2 separate regions of the Mus musculus genome follow, and region 1 is linked to region 2. Evidence: chromatin contacts called from public HiChIP or PLAC-seq data. All regions are on one chromosome and are shown on one strand. Each heading gives the region's core, a stretch centred on a gene start, on an enhancer-like site or on the middle of the called end of the contact. The rest is flanking DNA. Distances are from core to core; before and after follow the strand shown.

What was found. HiChIP or PLAC-seq counts read pairs in DNA pulled down with a chosen protein or histone mark.
Region 1: a contact with region 2 is called in an H3K4me3 HiChIP or PLAC-seq map of bone marrow-derived macrophages, with 3 times the contacts expected there. The contact joins the enhancer-like site here to the promoter of Cars in region 2. A contact is called at or near these places in 26 of 39 promoter capture datasets (the 3T3-L1 cell line, 3T3-L1-derived adipocytes, the C10 cell line and 15 more), 9 of 15 datasets of contacts at CTCF or cohesin (CD8 T cells, the NIH/3T3 cell line, embryonic stem cells and 3 more), 165 of 484 Hi-C or Micro-C datasets (2-cell-like embryonic stem cells, the 63-12 cell line, 8-cell embryo and 70 more), 47 of 115 datasets of contacts at active chromatin or transcription factors (the 230-238 cell line, CD8 T cells, the HPC-7 cell line and 25 more) and 6 of 9 other capture datasets (adipose tissue, embryonic stem cells, embryonic tail and 3 more).

What each region holds. Positions count from the first base shown.
Region 1 is chr7:143,705,639-143,708,338 of GRCm38.p6, forward strand. It overlaps Osbpl5 (oxysterol binding protein-like 5), which reads right to left. Exons shown (of 22, transcript NM_001199227.1): 7 at 1,708-1,792. Among named protein-coding and RNA genes, the nearest start is that of Tnfrsf23, 21 kb to the left of the region's middle. Within about 2 kb of position 1,318, at least 9 of the 459 cell types and tissues checked have an H3K27ac peak or open chromatin away from gene starts, as enhancers often do. A contact at or near this core is called in B cells, Th1 cells, bone marrow-derived macrophages and 2 more, where this site is marked.
Region 2 is chr7:143,598,771-143,601,470 of GRCm38.p6, forward strand. Cars (cysteinyl-tRNA synthetase) reads right to left here and starts at 1,320. Exons shown (of 23, transcript NM_013742.5): 1 at 1,212-1,320. The coding sequence starts at 1,236. Gm15579 (a long non-coding RNA gene) reads left to right here and starts at 1,334. Exons shown (of 2, transcript XR_870064.3): 1 at 1,334-1,443; 2 at 1,853-2,088.

The sequences.
Region 1 (2,700 bases), core at 68-2,567, 110 kb after region 2:
CCCTCTGTTTAAACCTCAATTTCACATCAGGACCCTGAAGACTTGAGATATATCTTGTTGGGCCTGCCAGGCCTTGGAGTGAGTCAACAGCTCTGGGAATGTGCATACACATGTGTATGTCCTTGGGGTTGACACAGTGTAGGATAGACATCAGGAGGGCAGAGGCTGGGCAGGGGTCTTACGTGCTAGTGAAAAGTCACTGACCAGGTAACTTCAAGAGGTAGCAAGAGATAGTTAGGGCTGAGGGATAGTGGGGGAGGGGATGACAGACAGGGCAGGGCCTCTGCTTTGGCCCTGAGGTTCTGCTTGCTTTGTGACAGTGTGTGTGCATGAGTGTAGAACTTGGGTTAGACCTGTGTCATACCACTGTTCTCAGGGGTGTGGCGGGGTGATAGGAGGGCACTGTTAAGAGCTATGGGGGAGAGGGACCCATGCAGGTGACACCAATGTCTCAGTGTGATCACTAACAGCAGCGCTTCCGTCCACGCCTCAGAGTCATCTATAAATGATACCATGCATGCCCAAAGGACTCATGAGTGAGGGTCCCAGCTCAAGGTAAGATGAAGTTCTTGATTCCTAAGCTTGCATGCTGGGTGTCCTTGGGAAGTGTGGATTTCTTTCCCTAACTTAAAGCTGCAGAGACTTTTGTTTGAGAGCCCCTGAGGCTACACTGGGACATTCATGGGAACCCACCTGGTACCCTGGAGCTGCCCCTCTTGCTGAGGGATATTTGAGATCTTGGACTTACTGTAGGCTTGGTTTGAGCACAGTGCTACCTCCTGTGAGGCTGGACATTTGTAAGGACAGTGAGTGGGTTCTGGAGGTTATGCAACCCAGGATGAGAGCTGGTTGTAGAATTAGACTTAGGGCCCAAATGTGCATTTTGTGGCTGCCACAAAAGACTTGACATCCTGAATGTTACACAGCCTTTGGGAACCATTTGAAATTCTTTGCCTCTTCTTGCAGGAAGCCGATCCTGATATACATGGTATGCAGGTAACATTCTTCCTTGACTGTGGCCCCCTGACAATCAGGGATTCAGCTCTGACTTGTCATCTGGTGGCTGGCTTACTGGTCACAGACCCCCAACGTGTGCAGGCTCTGTGAGGGCATAGGTTGCCTGTTTACCCTAGAGCCCAGCAGGTTCAATGACAGAATGAGTGAACAACAGTCAAAACAACGTATGAGGGCGTGTGAATGCAACTTTTGACCACCAGGAGGCACCATAGCACCAGCAGTTAAGCTATCTGCAGGATTCCAAGTCTGGACAGTTGGATCCTAGTTGTCAGGGCCTTGGACTTCCAGCAGGGGGTGCAGTCCTGAGGCTTTGTTAAGGAGCCACAGCCTGGCTAGAAGCTGTCACTTGAAGGACTTCTAAGAATGGGGCTGCTGCTTGGATTCTGTTACCTAGTTCAGAGAATCTGGGACTCGGGGAAGCCCACATTAATATCTGTAGCCTATTTTTGCCAGAATACCTCTAGGCTGCCTGTGACTTAATTTACCTATTAAATTCACAACTGTCACTTGCTTGCTTCCATACAGCCCTGGGATTCCTATAGCATTGGGCTGACAAGTGTGGCTAGTCCCACTTAATCTGTGGGAAATCTGAGGCTTAGCTGAGAGAGGGGTATCACTGTAAGGTAGGCTCAGTCTGTGTCTGACTCTAGGGGACCCTGGGGAGGGAGAAACAGGACAGGTAGCACTTACCGTCTGATTCAGAAGCGGCCCTGAAGATCAGGTAGCTGCTAGGGAGGGGCTGAGTGATGGAGCCCACACTCTCGCCTTTGGGGCCCTGGAGAGACAGAGATCTGCAGGGTCAGGCACTGGGCCAGGAAGGCTGTGGTACACTCTTTATCCCTTCTAATCAGAAGCCTTTCCTTCCACTTAGCTTCTCAATTATGGCTAATAATTCGCCTAAGGCGAATCCTGGACTCACAGTTGAATTTTAACTTCAGCGAGACAGTGAAGGGCAGTTTAGTGTAAGTAAATTTGTCTTACTTGGAATAAATGTGTTTCCTTTTGTTTTGTTTTTGAGACAAGATCTTACTGCATGGTTATGGCTGGCCAGTAACTTGCCATGTAGATTAGACTAGACCTTAAACTCATAGAGATCTGCCTGCCTCTGCCTCTGGAGTGCCAGGATTAAAGGTCTGACCTATCATGGTCAGGTTGGAATAAATGTAAACAGTCAGAATGTTCATATAAAACAGTTTTATTTTTCCCATTTTTGGTTTTTCAGATAGTTTGTTTAGAGGCAGGGCTATGCTCACTCTGCAGCCTAGGCTGGCCTGGAACTTTCTATGTAGCTGAAGATGGTTTTGAACCTCTGATCCTCCTGCCTCCAACCCAAGTGCTGCCCAACCTTGTGTGATACGAGTATCCTCAGAGCGCTGAAGAAGGCCGCACTGTGCCAGGTCGGTCATGTTAATTCATTTTTTGAAGTGGGTATTTTTTTGTTTTTTTTGTTTTGGTTTTTCGAGACAGGGTTTCTCTGTATAGCCCTGGGTGTCCTGGAACTCACTCTGTAGACCAGGCTGGCCTCGAATTCAGAAATCTGCCTGCCTCTGCCTCCCGAGTGCTGGGATTAAAGGTGTGAGCCACCACTGCCCAGCGAAGTGGGTATTTTTAATCCACAATGGGTTTTTTTCAGCTATAGTTTATAAAGTGGGGGAGAATATTAATTTTAAAACTAACAGCAGC
Region 2 (2,700 bases), core at 70-2,569:
CCAAGGCCTTTGCTCTTTCTAGAACCCACTTGCTAAAAAGATGAGAAAAGACACTGCTCTTCAGCGATCTGCCAAGGCCCAGGTCTACCCTGGGGTGACGTAAGTGACTGCTTTCTGAGGGAATCTCCCAATTGGCAATAAAGTAGATTGCCAATGATGCTCTGACAGTGATGCTCTGACTGGACAGGTCTCTGTGGTGACTGCTGACCACACTGGAGATTAAAGCCTTCATAAATCCCCAAGCTCTTTCATGTATGCGTACACGGAGTCCCTGCTTCCTCTGCCCTACTTCCCTAAGTACCAACCTCATGTGCCCTTCCGCCCACCTGCTTGGGCAGAAGACCAAAACAATCTTTGGGCCTTTGCCTTACCCCCAAAGTCCAGCCAGGGCAGGAGGGGGAGTGGTGAGGTCTCATCCAGGTACCAACTAGAGTCAGGCTATTTGAAACAGGACCATCTCTCCTATTGCTGAGTATCCAAGGAAACTTTAGCCTTAACCCAATCAAAAAATTGAAGCTGAGGAAGGGAGGCACTTACAAGACAGGAGTCAGGTCCCACCAAGGAGTACTCTAGCTTCAGGGAGTCATGGCAGCCACCCCCAGGTCCTGGCCTGCCACTGTCCATTGAGACGCTGGCCATCCCCAGAGCTTTGGTTTTGCACTGCCCACTTGGGCCACGGCTGTCCCCACAGGCTTACCGGAGAACGTTTTATCCCAGAGCCCTGGACTGGATACTACTCACCTGAGGATCCATCTCTGCCCACTCCAGTCACTGCCTAATCCAGATCTCTAGCTTGTCACTGCCCACCTGGGCATGCACTGTTCCTAGAGCCCTGACCTAGCCACTGCCCAACCCAATAGCCTCCACTCTAGAGCCCTGGCTGGTCACTTCCCGCCCAGGGATCCTCTGCCGAACAGCCTTTGCCTGCCACTGCCCATTTAAGCCTTTACTATCTTCGGATCACTGGTCTGGGCACTGCCCACTTAGTCCATGGTTGTCCCCACAGACCCGACCTGAGCACTGAGTCCCTGGGTCTTGCTGCCCCCAACCCCTGGCTCGCTTGGCATTACCCACTCGTTCCACCGCTGTCGCCACAGCACTGGCCTGGGCACTGCCTCCTTGGACCATGCTGCCCACACAGCCCCAGCCCGGTACTGCCTACTCGGGCCATGCTTGTACCCAGAGCTCCACAGTCATCCCGCAAACCTCACCCTGCTCCGCGGAGGAACCTGCCATCACTGGGAATCAAGACCCGCGGCCGCCGCCACAGACGCCTTCCAGAATCTGATGCAACCGCGGCGCCGGAAGTCCCGCCCCACCAGTCGTCTTCCGGGCATGTCCAGTAGCTAGGCAACTGCAAACTGACGCCGACGTGGGGCATGATGGGAGAATACTATGGTTTACGCTGGCGCGGAACTTAATAGACACCAAAGGGCTAAGACAGTGAGAAGCGCAAACCCGGGCTGCTGAAGAGGGCTGGGAGGGGCGGGACGAAATGGGGGAGTGGGAGGGGCGAGGAGCTGGGTAGAGGGGCGGGGCAAAACGAGTAGAGATTAAAGAGATGCAAGGGAAAGGGTGGGGCAAGGGACTCAGCGACTGGAGGAGAGGGGCGAGGAAGACGCCTTTTTCTGAGACACTCTCCAAAAGGCCACACAAGCCTGGAAACAGGTGGTTCCTGTTACACTCTCTCCTGAATCCTTTTATTTCCTGTGTGTTCCTTAATTCCTGATGTCGCCTCCCAAGACACACCATCAGAGGGAGGTTTATGAGAAGAAATGGAAAGTATTATTTTAGAAACATAGCCAGGTATATAGCGAGACCCTGTCTCACAATTTTTTTTTTTTTTTAAAAGCTCCGTTTTGAGGTTGGAAGATGGTTCGGTGGTCAAGAGCACGGCTGCTCTTCTGGAGGACACCGGTTTGATTTCTAGCACTCACAACTGCTCACAACCGGTTGTAACTTCAGTTCCATGGGATCCTAACCCTCTTTTGATCCTTGTGGGCTTTGCATGCCTGTGGTGAAAAAGACATGTGTTGTGTGTGTGTGCAGGGAAATAAATAAATACAATTATATATTCTGGTATATATATATTCTGGCAACCATGGTCTTAATTCCTGGAAACTCAGGAGGGAGAAGCAGGCAGTTCTCAGTGAGTTCCAAGTCAGCCATGGCTCCATAAGAGACTCTGTCTCAACATAAATAAATAATTAATTAAAAAATAATTGATACTTGGTAATATGTATTGTTTGGTTATGTACCCTTGGGACAAGGGACTGAGGTGCAAATTTTATATTTCAAAGCAAACCTGGCCTCCAGGTTCTCTCAGCATCCCTCAGTCCCTACCTGGCATACCCTTGCTGTAACCCTGAACTTTCCAGCCCAGGGGCTGGACTGCCCTTCCCCCAGAGGCTCTTCCCTATATAAACCAGATGTTTTGGTCTTCCTCATCGCTCCTCCTGTCTTCTCTATGTTCACACCCTTTCTCTTTCTCTCTCCTCCCCCACCATGGTGACTTCCTTGGCCTCAGTCCTTGGGGCCAGTGAACTTTCGCCTGAGAGCAGCTTCCTAATAAACCTGCCTATATGTACTCTAATCAGGCTTGAATTGGTTCATTTCATGGGCAGCAGAGAAATAATGTATCACATAGGTCTTAGTTAGGGTCTTACTGCTGTGAAGAGACACCATGACCAAGGCAACTCT